Linked DNA regions of Mus musculus: all the other regions are linked to region 1. The links are chromatin contacts, called in public HiChIP or PLAC-seq maps. All regions are on one chromosome and are shown on one strand. Each heading gives the region's core, a stretch centred on a gene start, on an enhancer-like site or on the middle of the called end of the contact. The rest is flanking DNA. Distances are from core to core; before and after follow the strand shown.

The links. HiChIP or PLAC-seq counts read pairs in DNA pulled down with a chosen protein or histone mark.
Region 2: a contact with region 1 is called in an H3K27ac HiChIP or PLAC-seq map of microglia, with 3 times the contacts expected there. The contact joins two enhancer-like sites. A contact is called at or near these places in 2 of 115 datasets of contacts at active chromatin or transcription factors (embryonic stem cells and microglia).
Region 3: a contact with region 1 is called in an H3K27ac HiChIP or PLAC-seq map of microglia, with 3 times the contacts expected there. The contact joins two enhancer-like sites. A contact is called at or near these places in 2 of 484 Hi-C or Micro-C datasets (the G1E-ER4 cell line and rod photoreceptor) and 1 of 115 datasets of contacts at active chromatin or transcription factors (microglia).

What each region holds. Positions count from the first base shown.
Region 1 is chr17:84,095,266-84,099,804 of GRCm38.p6, reverse strand. No RefSeq gene overlaps it. Among named protein-coding and RNA genes, the nearest start is that of Gm35551, 14 kb to the right of the region's middle. Within about 2 kb of position 3,099, at least 164 of the 459 cell types and tissues checked have an H3K27ac peak or open chromatin away from gene starts, as enhancers often do. A contact at or near this core is called in microglia and rod photoreceptor, where this site is marked.
Region 2 is chr17:83,933,590-83,938,065 of GRCm38.p6, reverse strand. No RefSeq gene overlaps it. Among named protein-coding and RNA genes, the nearest start is that of 1810073O08Rik, 18 kb to the right of the region's middle. Within about 2 kb of position 1,550, at least 82 of the 459 cell types and tissues checked have an H3K27ac peak or open chromatin away from gene starts, as enhancers often do. A contact at or near this core is called in microglia, where this site is marked.
Region 3 is chr17:84,291,625-84,295,886 of GRCm38.p6, reverse strand. The region is part of intron 29 of Thada (thyroid adenoma associated); the gene reads left to right. Among named protein-coding and RNA genes, the nearest start is that of Gm24492, 6.0 kb to the right of the region's middle. Within about 2 kb of position 2,491, at least 33 of the 459 cell types and tissues checked have an H3K27ac peak or open chromatin away from gene starts, as enhancers often do. A contact at or near this core is called in microglia and rod photoreceptor, where this site is marked.

The DNA.
Region 1 (4,539 bases), core at 1,850-4,349:
AGGCTTAGCAAGCAAGCAAGCCCCCTATCTTACTCATCTCGTTGAGGAAATACTAGTAATCAACTTGAAATATTCAGGGCTAAGAAGTGTGTGCTTGAGAGTAACGGACCCATTGAAGCACACAAGGCAAGATTCAGACTGTGGGCCTCTGTACGTGGGCCTGAGTGTGTTCACTAACTAGCCTTGGCTAAAGAAGAACCCCATTAGCTCTGGCCTGAGTGTGTGATACTCATGTAGTACTGATGTGTAGTGCTGACGTGTATTGACATGTAGTTCTGACATGTAGTATTGACATGGGATACTGACATGTAGTGTCGACATGTAATATTGATGTGTAGGCTGTAAAATCTACGTGGTCTCCGCTAGCTTCCCCTTTTTGTTTGTTGTTTTCTTTTACTTTTTTGAGTAAAGTTCTCTTGTAGCTCAGGCTGGCCCTCTCACTTGCTATGGAGCTAAGGCTTACCCTTAATTTTTGATCCTTCCGCCTTCACATCCCAAGTCCTGGGGTTATCACCACCACATCTGGTGTTTGTTTGTTTGTTTGTTTTCTCCTGTTTTTCTCAATTCAGTCTACGCACTGATCATTTCTCTGTCCTTCTCCCCCACCCCAGCCCCCACCCCATCAGCACTGGAATCCATGGGCAAATGACTGGACTCCAGGTTTAGGGAGCATTCAGTGTTCACAAACCATAATGTTAGCTGATCTGAGATTCAGAGGCTAGTAATTCCCTTAAGGATTGTCAAACCAGTTTGGGGTTCACAAAGTGCTTTGATGGAAGATACCTGCCTTTGAAGGCAAGTGCTTCTGGGAGGGAACGTGGTAGGGGATGGGGCTGCAGGCAACAGGAGGTGGGTACAGTGACTGAATGTGGGGATGCTGGCCCTGCGGTTTACATGTGTGTCCGGGATGCTTCAGCAGCCTCCAAGGCTAGCCCAAGGGATCACTGACGTGCCGCTTTCCCCAGATTCGCCCATGATTTATGCTTCTGAAAACATCTGAGGAAAAGTTAGACATCTTTACCTTTTTGCTTCAATTACTTCAGGCGAGATTCTCAAGGATGCTCTTTAATATAGTCTGCTTTCCTTTCGGTGAAGCCGTATCCCGTATCTGGTGGGCTATTCTAGCTTGTAAATACAGCCGACTTTGCGGGAGTCAGCTAGGCTTATGATGCTGTGCTGGTGTCCTGACCACTGGGGGATGCCTGAGCCCCAAGCCTTGTCAGAACTGTGTTGACCTCAGGAGCCCTGCTTGGGTTTGCTTTCTGCTGGACAGCTGGTCTGTGCTCTCAGAGGCCCGGCTGGGCCTTGGCTGGACTCTGTTTTATCTTGTTTCTCTCCGCTTTGTTCTGGAATTTTCTGTGCATTTTCCCCAATCCACAGATATGACTGTCATAGGGTATTGGCTTTCCAGTGTCTAGCACGGTATGTTGGCTACAGAGTTAGCTTGGTTGGGCCCCCTCTGTGCCTTGGAGGTCAGAATGGGCTCCTTAGCTAACAAGGGAGCTTTCCCATCTTCATCTTGCCAGGAGGACCGAGGCTCTATGGCGGTCTGGCTTGCTGTCCTATGGTCCTGCTCAAGACTGGAAGTCTTAGGCAAAGGAAACATTTTCCAGAGCATGGCTGAGAGGGACAGAACGTCTCAAGGAGATGGGCTGGGTTGGGCTGGGCTGGGCTGGGCTGGGCAGGCAGGGTTTTGGAAAGCCCCTGCTTGTTCTGGGAGCTGTTCAGAACCCTGAGGTTTCAGAAAGCCATGGCGGCTCGTCACAACTGTTGCTGCACTGAGGAGGAGGAATGGCCTGGTGCCTAATGCCTTGGGTTTAGAGGGAAAGGTGAAGCCCAGCCTTGCCAACCTGGAACCTGGGCTTCTGCTGGGCCTGGGGGAACACTGGACTTTGAAGAGGAATGGAGCCCTCAGGCCAGGGCCTCTGAATGGTGAGAGAGTGTTGCCATGATCAGCCATGACTCAGGTTTGGTGGGCAGTGGCCTTGACACAGCCATGAAGGCTTTGGGCCTGGTCTCTCAAAGACACCTCAGATGGAGCTGGTAGGGGAACCCCCATAGGTCCCATGAACAGAACATGCCAAAGTCTTTTGCAGTACAAGGAGAGGTCAGGGTTTTAATACGAGCCTTGGTCCAGGGCTTTGAAGTCAGGGAGGGTTTAGGCTTGAGGAAGGCCAGTGTCTCAATCTCTAGCAGCTTTTTCTTTCTTCTGCTCCGCTTTGCGCACAACCAGCATGCCCAGGGTCCAAGCAGCCCTGCTCTGTGACCGTGGCCTGTCACTTCTGAAGATTGTCTTCTCACCCATGAACTGGGGCGGAGCGCTGAGCCACTTTTGCGGCGGCTTTCAGAGAGCTTCCAGAGGGCTTGAAGAACAGGAAAATGCAGATAGATGTCCAGCCTACCGCTTCACTTTAAAAATAACGTTGTTTATCGTTACCGTGGGGTAGGGAACATGCTTGAGGGGTGGTGCACATACGTGGAGGTCTCTGCTTCCATGGTTAATAAGGGTCACAGGGATCGAGTGGAGGTCTCCAGGTTTAAAAGCAAGCACCTTTATCCACGGAGCCATCTTATAGATTTGGTAAGGTCACAGTGGGCCTAGGCAAGTTTCCCCAACACTCCTCGGGGTCCTTGACTTTAACTACAGACCCGTTCTTCTTGGTGTTGTGGAGGGCCTGCCGGGTAGGGCTCTAGCCTGGGCAAGCAAGTCCATTTAAGTTCTCCTAGGAGCCAGTGTAGGCACGTGCCGTTCCCATTTCCACAGCTCGAACGTATCGGGGCCCGACAGAAACCTCGACGCTTTCAGCACCCTGTAGCCCGCAAAAGAGACCCTGCGTCCTGCCCACCCTGGCTCCTGGCTGCCCCGATCCCTCTGGGGGGCTCTGGAGGAGAGAGAACTGGGTCTCCTAGGTGCGGTCGGTCCGTTCTCCCATGGCGCTGACGTTGCCCTGCGGCCCAGCTGGCTGCAGTTTTTCCGCAATAACAATATCCCGGGGAGGGAGGAGCGGCGGGTGAATGAGCGCCTTTGTCCCCGACCCTGTGAAGGCCGATTAATTATGCGCCTCGGAGCGCGGGAGCGCGGTCGTCAGGCCCCCTGCGCGCCCGCCCTGAAAAGCCGGGGCTTGGGAGCGCGGCCGCTGGCTCCGCGCGGACGCACAAAGGGCTGAGCATTAGCAGCCCGGCAATTACCCAGCGTTTTGGACGTGTCCTTGTCTCGTTGACACCGCGCCGCCCCTCCCCAGGCGGCTGCACTTTGAGGATTTGCAAGTCCTTTCTTGGTTGCTAAGGGCGACTAGGCAGAGGGGTTGGGAGCTTGGAGGGAGGGGGGACGCCAAGCCTGCCCTGTTGGAAGTGTCACGGGCCAAAGTGGGGGAGGGGCGAGTGGGTGTCACCCCTGGGGACCTGGACCTTAGGGCTCTGAACAGGCAGATAGATTCCTGAGCGTCACCCAGAGGAGTCCCTGACTTAGTCGGTGTGGAGTGTCCTTTAAGCATCACAGATACAGTTTTTAAAAACCTACCGTGGAATAGTGAAACAAAATGTATAAATTAAAGTTGCTTGAAAAGTATTGAAATTTATTAGTGTGTGTGTGTGTGTGTGTGTGTGTGACACACGCATGTCCTCTGTGTTTTTACCACAGTGCACATGTGGATGGAGGTCAGAGGACCACTTGTGGGAGTCAGTTTTTGCTTTCTACCATGTGGATCCTGGGAGACTAACCCCAGCTCCTCAGGCTCCGCAGCAACAGAAGGCTGATGACCCTTCTCGATGGCCCTTTATGGCACAGCTCCTCAGTGTGCCTTTTGCCACATCTATGCCCTGTGCCATCCACAGCACACTGACAGAACAATCCTCGGTCCAGAATGTTCCCTGAATCCTCCTACCAGCCCCAACCTTCCAGGCTCTGCTGTTGGTGACATATCCTCTAAGTTTCATGTGGCTTTGGATTGAAGACCCATGGAGTCCTGCAATGTGTGCTGCTTTATCTCAGATTTCTTACTGGAATCCATACAGTGTATATGCAGAGTTAGTTTCCTTTATTAAACAGTTTATCTGCAGACTAGGCACCTAAGTTGTGGCTGCTGTAAGAAGAGCTGCTGTGATCATTTTGTGTTACATATGTGATCATTTTGTATACATATTTTTACCTGTGTCCTTTGGGTAAATATCTAGATGTGGAGTTGCTGGGGAAGGCATTCCGTTGTAAGAAAGCAGGCTGGTAGCCAGGCATGGTGGTGCATGCCTTTAATCCCAGCACTTGGGAGGCAGAGGCAGTGAGCAGATTTCTGAGTTTGAGGCCAGTCTGGTCTACAGAGTGAGGTCCAGGACAGCCAGGGCTATACAGAGAAACCCTGTCTTGAAAAACCAAAGAGAGAGAGAGAGAGAGAGAGAGAGAGAGAGAGAGAGAGAAAGCAGGCTGGCTTTGTTTCTCAAGCACCTACACTCTGTGTGTCTCATAGCATAGGGGAAGTGTGTCTACATTCTAGTTACTCTGCATCTGTGTCAGCACTTGGCATTGTCAAAGGTTTTGAGTTCTGC
Region 2 (4,476 bases), core at 301-2,800, 160 kb after region 1:
AAGATTGTTGTGGGCAGCTCTGTGTCGAGCTTCGTGCTCTCGGCACTGAAAGTTCGGAGCTCTGAAGGTTCAGAGTCAAGGAGCAAGGAGTCCTGCATTGACCTACACAGCAGCTCTATCTCTTTTGTCCAGAGCCAGACTTTCTGGGGGAGCCCAGATCCACACCCCCTTTCTCACCCTTAGTGCTGGGAAACTCTAATGTGACTTTCCAGCAGTTTCTCTGGCGGGCCACCGCCGGCCAGGAACATGGCCAGTTAACCATCTCCAGATCCGTGTCTGCTCTCGGTTTTGTGTCATTGCCGCGGCAACGGGAAAGCAGAGCTCCTGGCCGGTCCACTCTCAGATGCCAAGAGAGAATTACTGCCAAAATGAAGTTAACCCTTTGCACCCTCCCCACCAGCCTTCCAGGCCACAGAGATGAACACTGTGGAGCGTGGTCCTCAGGCCCACAATCCCAGCATGAGGAAGCTGAGGCAGAGGGATCCCTGCTAGTCTGAGGCCAGCCTGAGCTGCAGAGAGAGGAGCCAGTGAGAGCTAAGAGAGAAACCATGCCCGGAAACAAAACTAAAACACAAAAAGAAATGAGAGCACCAAGTCTAACACTCACCAAAAGTTCAACCGCCCCAGGCAGGGCCTGCTCCAGAGAGACCCCGCCACCACCTGAGTGACAGAGTAGAGAGCAGCAGAGAACAGCAGAGGTGGCGTGAGGGTTGACATGCTCAGCTGCTGGAAGCTGCTCTCAAAGCAACTGCCTGTTTTCCCAAGAAACCCAGCCCATGACCGGCAGGAGCCTACGGGCACTTAGATGGACCCATGAAGGCAAAAGCATGGCCACTGTTCCCCCAACTCACTGAGGTACCAACCGGAACAAGGGGGCATGGGGCAAAGCATGCTGGCCTGGGAATCCAGAAACAAGCTGCCCCCAGGTGCCTGTCCTGTCCCCAGGTGGCTAGAACTATGGTCCGGTTGGTTTGGGGTCGGTTGGTTGTTTTAACTTTTTTAAATGAATTAATTTCGAGGGAGGAAGAGAGAGATACCACAGTGCAGCTGTGGAAGTCAGGGGACAAGCTGTAGGCTCAGGCCTTCCATCGTGTGGCTCTGGGGACTGAATTCAGATCATCAGGCTTGGTGGCAGGCACCCTTACAGAGACGCCACGGCTTCCAGATGGTGAGGCTAGGACAGACACGCCCATGAAATCTGACCTCGACGGCTCCTCCTTGTGACCTCATGTTAATGACTCTTCAATCAGACAGCAGACGCCTTAGGTAGGGTCTATCCACGGACACTCAGGGACAAGGGTACCTGCTACTGCTTTTGCCTCCTAGGCATCAGCTTCTTCACCTGTGAGACTGACTGGGGTCATCCTGGGCTAACTGCACATCCTGGGCTAACTGCACATCCTGGGCTAACTGCATAAAGCAATAGAACTGAAAGGGCTGCAGGTGCATTCACAGCTATCTGGCTGAAGAAGATGCTAGAAGCCACCCCTCTTCCTGTCCCTTTGTCCTCTGCTCATCTCTCAACACCCCCTGCCTGCACCGCCTCTTCCTGGGTGGCCACCCAGATGAGGAGCGCTCCTGAGGCTCGTGGCAGCTGTGGTGGCGACTGCTGGCCTTGTGGAAGAGATGTTTTGTTTTGATTATAAATTTGGGGTTGTTTTGTTTTGTTTTGTTTTGAGGCAAGTCTCACTCTGTATTTTAGACTCCTCTGAGACTCACTATGTAGCACAAGCTAGTCTCAAACTTGTAGCAATTCTCCTGCCTCAGCCTTCCAAGTGCTCTACTTACAGGCTTGAGCCTCCATGCCCAGCTCAGAAATTAAGATTGTCGTTCCTCATGTGTCCCTCCCTGCCCCCCCCCACTTCCCCACCCCTTTACAGCTGAAGGAAATGGGTCACAAGCAGGGGACTTTCCAGGAGTCACTTGGTTTGCAAGAACCTGATTCTCCAGGATGGTCTTAGTCTAAGACCCTGTCCCTGTCTCCAGACACAAGCAGGATGATTTCCTGTCCTTAGGACCCATCTAGGGCCAGTGTGAACCTTCTGGGTCCTGAGTGCACCTAAAATGCTAGGGTCATCCTGGGATATGATGAGTGTAGAGAGACGTGTCAAACCATGGCTAGCTTTTTCAGTTGCCAGGGGCCACCTGCAATGAGTGGGCAAGGCACTCAATGTCAGTCCCACTCAGGAGGAGGGGACACTCAGGCCTTCGAGGTGACACTCAGCAAGTCTGAGTGTAAACGTGGACACTCCCTCTAACCTCCTCCACTCTTGCAAACTTCCCTAAGATTCAGGTCAGGAAGGACGCTTGTCCTATCTCATTGGCTTCAGGGAGATCCAAAGATGACTGGCGAGTGTCAGGAGCCTGTAAACCTGTTCTCATTAGTCATTAATGCGCTCACTATTTGTTTGTGTTTCTAAGCAGCAGATCTGCTGATCAGGCCAAACCTCCTTTCTCTCCTCGATCCTAAACAGAACTTTTGATGTGGATCTTGTCTGTTCCCATACCTAGAAGTGAATCCAAGGCCAGATCGGAGAATCAACATCTTGTCTTGGTGAACAGAGTGCTGATGTCTACCTTTTGGGCAGGGTGTAGGCCCTGAGACCAGCCAAGCGAAGGGAAGCCAGCACGGCAGGCAGGTTTCCTGCTCCAGCTAGTAAATGAACAAACACACCAGATCAATGGCCACAGGATACGCTGTGTAGAGCATTCACCTTCCTGGCAAGGGCTGGCCCTCACAGTTACAGCTCTGACTCTAGACCTTTACAAAGAAGTCCTGCAACTGGTTCTCTCTCTCTCTCTCTCTCTCTCTCCCCTTCCCCCTCCCCCTCTTCCGCCCCCTCCCCCCTCTCCTCCTCTCCTCTCTCTCAACTCTCTTTCTCTCCCCTCTTCTCCCTCTCTTTCTTCCTTTCTTTCTCCACTCTCTCCTTCCCTCCTGTCTTCTTTTCTCTCCTTCCTTCTCTCTTCCTTCTCTCTTCTTCCCCTTCTCCATCCTTTCTTCCTTCCTCCACCTTCCTGCCATTTCCACCTTTGACCTCAAGGTAGAGGCAGGAGAGGGAAGATGTTGGCCTTTGGGTACCTGTCTCTGTTAAGCAGGAATGATCCCTGGGAGGTCAGGAGCAGGATCCAGCCATCCGAAAGGGACCAGGGACTGGGGAATGATGAGCAGAACAGCAAGGAGGACCATGTTGGACAACTGTAGAGATATTGGACTAAGAGAAGCCAGAGCCTGGTGATTTAGAGCACCAGTCCGAGTGGGGAAGCCCTCTGAAAAAGGAATATTTGGTAACATCCTACTAATGCTAACAACCCCAAGCCAAGATTGGGCACAAAGGCACACTGTCAGGGAAATGAGATTCTCCAATTCCCAAGGAAAACAGGGGACATCTGTGCCACCACAAACACAGCTATGGAAGGAGCCGGTGATGGAAGGGCCCGGAGCAACCCAGAGGAGAACTTGATGCCAGCAAACTTGGGTCCTGAACAGCAAGATACTCAAGTTCTGGTGAGGGGGGATTCCATGGAACCATGTCCATCCCAGGGAAGTGGAGGCAGGAGGATCAGGAGTTCAAAGTCATTCCCTCTCTCAAGGAAGAAAAAGTCTCTGGATGTCCCTTTCTTTAAGGGAGAGAAAGATCCCTTTCCTCCTGTCAATCAGAAGAAAAGGAACGCAGACTCTCTGTGAGAGTCTCACATGCCCTGAAGGATCACAAACTCCAAGATCCTTCCAGACCTCTTACATAGACAAAGGAATGGAGCCTTTATCTAGGATCCTGGGCAATTGTGGAAACTTTCATTTGTGCTCAGTGTGAATGCAACTGCTTTCTGGGGGCAGATGACAGGGTTGCCACTAAATGTACTAAGTGTATTTGCCTAGGGAGGTAGACACTGACTCCTAAGCCCATGTTTAATCGACGGGCCCATGGATTGATTCTGTCTGCACAGAATACGCCTTCCTTCGGATAACAGTGATCCCATGAAACTGTCAGGCAAGTTGGTCTGGACAACCTAAGGCCAAGCCACAGTGAATTCCTGCTCTTCACAGAGCTTTTGGAGAAAGGCAGCTTTATTAAGTCAAGCCGATACAGTAATGGGGACCAGGTGTGACCACAAGAGGCGCCCGTGAAAACTGCCCCAAAGACCAGCTAGGAACAAAGCAAGGCAGCTGATGCGTGGGTGGGTATGCTTCTCTGGAGCTTTTAAGAGTCGTTTTTGAATATCCGTCTTAGCATCATTTTCTCACGATCTTTTAAAGAAATTTTGTTATTACGTTTTATTTATTTTGTGTGTCTCTTCTGTATTGCCACAAGGAAAGGGATGAAAAATTAAAAGGCTAAAATTTCCACCACCTCTGTCCAAACTACCACAAATCTCAGCTGATAACGTCCCACAAATGCCTGTCTGAAGCCTGGAATGCAGTACTCCCTTTACCAACAGTTGGAGGCAGATGCAGGCAGATCTCTGTGAGTTCGAGGC
Region 3 (4,262 bases), core at 1,242-3,741, 200 kb before region 1:
ACAACTTTTTAGTAAATCTAAAATTACTCTAACCAAAAAGTTTACCATGAGATTAAATATAAAAATAAGATTAGATCTATGCTATTTATAAAGGACAACTAAAACTGTAATTTAATAAGAGAAATGAAATGAATGTTGTATGTGTGCATGTATTTAAGAATCTAAGGCAGAAGAAAGTTGATGAAGCAATCTCAACATTAGACAAAAATAGCATGAGGCAAAAAGGCATAAAAAGGGATTAAGAAGGAATTACTGGTAAAAGAACAATTCTCCAAACCAGCAGAGAAATCATGAAAATTTCCGACACTAAGAGCATTGCTTTAATTTTCTTAAACGTTAAAGTGTTTAGAATTAAAGAAAAACTAGAAAAATGTGTATTGTTTATCATTTTCAACTCACATTGCTACAAGGCAGAAGAAAAGGGATGTGTAATATTGAAGAATAGTCTTCAAAATAGACAATTCACAAATAATCACATTATGATAACTCAAAACTGGCTTCAATGAATTTCAGAAAAGGGAATGTCACCAGAGATGCTCAGCTTCTATGGAAATGCTTAAACTTGTAAAAACTCAAGTAATACATTAACAAAAAAAAAAAAAAGTCATAACAGAAAGTTCCAAATATTTAGATCTGGACAAGAATGGAAGTACCACAAAGTGATAATGTAAGACGGAGTTCAGATGGCTTTAAAGGGACACATATGGCTATAAATGAGCATATCAAAACTAAAGTGTTAATAAAATATTCACCCAGCTTAAAAATTTAGTTGAAGAAACATAGAATGAACTCAGAAAAAGTTTAAGAGAGATAAAAGTTTAATAAAGAAAAAATATATGCTAACAAAAACAAAGTTAAATACCACATAGAGCTTACCAAGTATTAAAACTGCTGTTTTGGGCTATCAAACAAAGTTAGTGCTCAGTGCTGGGTGTGTGGGAGATTAAAATACAAGGAAATTGCAATTTGCATGAGTTCATTATTTTCTGGGTTGTGCTAGAAGATGGATGAAAGTCAGCAGCAGCAACTGACCCTACATTATACTACACATGTAATGTCAAATAGGGTGTTATCTTTTAATTTAGGCTTAATCTAACATTTCATAGTTTATTTTGTTGCCCAGATGTCTCTGGTTTCAGCCACTGTAAACTCAGGTTTGTTCTTGTCTCTTTAACATACTTCCATACTTTTAGTTTGATTTGTTGCTTTTTCTTTTCTGGCATTACAAGATGTTTTCAGCTCACCTAGGTCTAGAATTAGTAATCTCCCAAGAAGCCCTGATTCCTTTTATTGGCAAATGATATTAGACACCAAAATCACAATAGTGTGTACTCATTGCTACTGAGGTACCACTAATTCTAGATGTGCTCTTTAAACAGAGTTAGGAAACCCACATAAATATATTAACCTATTTATATGCACACATAATTTTTCTATATCAGTCTGCATCTGTGTTAAGCTAGCAGGAGACCATACTGATTTGATTCTGGTGCAGTACTGTATAGCCCATTCTATTTTACTTTCTTATCTGTAGCCTCTCACTTAAGGAGCAAGAAATCTAGGGTTTATTAATTTTAGATAACAGTTAGTTTCAGTATGATGCTTTCATATGTATATATGGAATCAATATAGATGTAGACATAGACCATACTCACCTCTATTACAGACCGAGGTCTTTCTGGCCAACCCTGCAATTCCTACAGTCTGGTCCTTGCACTTAGAGAAACAGGCTTTCTTTCTCACAGTAGAAGTACATAGAGGTAGGCATGCTGTGTATATATCTAGGCTGCTAGAGCCTCTGTCCAAACCTTCTGAGCATTCATAATTGTCAGCATCTGACTTTATTTTCATTTAGCACTTGGGCCTCAATCAGAAAACAGCCAGCAGAATGATAGCTCTTGACTTCAAGAAAGGTTAAATTGTATTGCACATACTTAACACATGGCCTTCAGGAATGGAGCTGAACGTTTAGAATATCAGTCTTTATCACGTGTTGTCTGAGGACAGCCAGTAAACCTGGAGTACCAAATTTAATTTGGAAAGAGATATTAGTTCTGTATGTTTTTCACAGTAAATTCAAAGAGTACTTTGAAAATGACTTGAGCAAACCAGGGGCCATTTTTGAAAAGCAACTGATACTAGTTTTTAGAAAATTGTTAGCTAGGTTGTCTCAGCTACTTGGGAAGGATCTGGAATCAAGACCGTGCATCATACAGAGTACATGTACCCTGACAGTTTAAATGTAGCAAGGCACAGCGAGGTGGGGAAATACAGATGTTTTCTCAGTGGTCTCTCCATACACCAAAGATTTTCTGGTTATGAAAAAGACAGACCCAGAGGAGGGCTGTTGTGTTCCCTACAGGCACAACTTTAACCCTGCTGTAGGTGTTGGCTCTCAGCTACACCAGCGCTGAGCAGCTTCACGGCCGTGTGCTCTAGAGTTGAGTTGTGAACACCGACACAGATCTCACAAGATTCTCTTGCAAGATGATTTGCTTGCTTATGCCTTGTTTTCTTCCTCTTCCTGGAGCCTTTGCTGAGACAGACTCTCAGTCTGCTTCCTTCACTATCACCCCTGTCAGCAGTTCTGTAACAGGATTAAAGGGATACCACAGTTTCCAAAAATAGAGGTTCAAGAGGCTTACTGCCCAGCCCAGGGAAATCAAAATATTCAGTTTTATATTACTTGGGATACAGGTTTTCAGTGACCCACTTTGAAACTTTGTGTGTAGAAATTGAAAATGGTTACAAAATCACTTTTGTATAAACTTCAGTTGGAGTTCATTGGAACTTTATCTGAACAGTTTTTTAGAAAGAATTTCACAAAAAGGTAGATTATCTCTTGTCTTCTAATAACTGGAGGGATAAAGAACAAATCAGGCAGGGACTCTAAGTGTTTTTACCATTTTAAAAGAGGAAATGTCATGTTTTATTGTGACTACTTTGTTCCTACTTGGTTGTAGTTTGAGATTTAGCCCTGGGTGTTTTGTTGTTGTGGTTCTGTTTGTAATGCTCCATCGGCATTGTGAACAGAGAACTGTGAGATGCAAAGAGGATTGAGTCTGAGGGTTGGGTCTGCGTAGTCCTGGACTTGGTATTATCTTCCCCTATTTTCTAGATGTTTGACACAGGCAGGCCATGTAAACTTTGCACAATAGCCTATCCTTTGATATATAAAGGTACCATAATTTGCACTGTTGATATGAAAAGAGATGTTATGGTGTGGGAGAGCTGGTTCAGTGGTTAAGAGCACTGGCTGCTCTTGCAGAGGCCCTGAGTCTGGTTCTAGAACCCATGTCATGCAGCTCATAACTGCCTGTAACTCCAGCCCTTTCCTGATCTCTGTGAGCACCCACTTATACATGGCATACACTCAGACAGACGTGTGTACATACAGAATAAATAAATAAACAAATATTCTAGTTAAAAAGTAGAGCTACTATATATGCAAGTTTCAAATGCAGTGGTGGCTGGCAACTGTCTTTCATAATAATGATGAAGATAATGTGAAGTTTAAAATGCCATTATAAAAAATTATTTGTTACAAAATAAAATTTAAAATAAATACATGGATAAATAAAATCACTACTCAGACAAATATAAAATGAATATGTACAAAGTTGTATTTAATTCATTAGTTAATAAAGGAACCAGAAAACTTTTTATGGTCAGTCCAATGAACACTTGAAAACTCGGGCATCTGCAGGCAATGAAACGTAAATGCTAGGATAGGATTTCTGAATTCGATGTAAAACAATTTAATATTCAACAGATTACAACATTTATTTTGTTTCTCTGGGCAGAAATTATGGCCATCTCTATTTCACAGCAGCCTTCAAGTTTGTAAGTAACTTAATAGTCTAGAACTTTTAATCAGTACTGGCAATAAGATGTTGTGAATGCATTTCTCTACTACAACAAGGCTACAGTCTGTAATGGTCAAGTCAAATCAGGTCCTCATTGTGTTTTGAATAAAGTTTTATTGAAGACTGTGCCTCTTTTTTGTTGGTTGGTTTTTTTTTTTTTTTACATGTTTTCTATAGCTGCTTATACTTGTAAGAAAGACCCAAAATTTGTATTGTATTTATTCTCTGGCCCTTCATAGGAAAACTTTGCTGACTACTGCCCTTAAAGAATCCATGATCTTATACATACTTATTTTGATAGAGTTATCCCATAATGGTTAATGGTTTGTGTGTTATTAGAAATAGTACTGGTTTTACACTTAACTCTAAAGTTTCCGTTGCCTTTATGGGGAATAG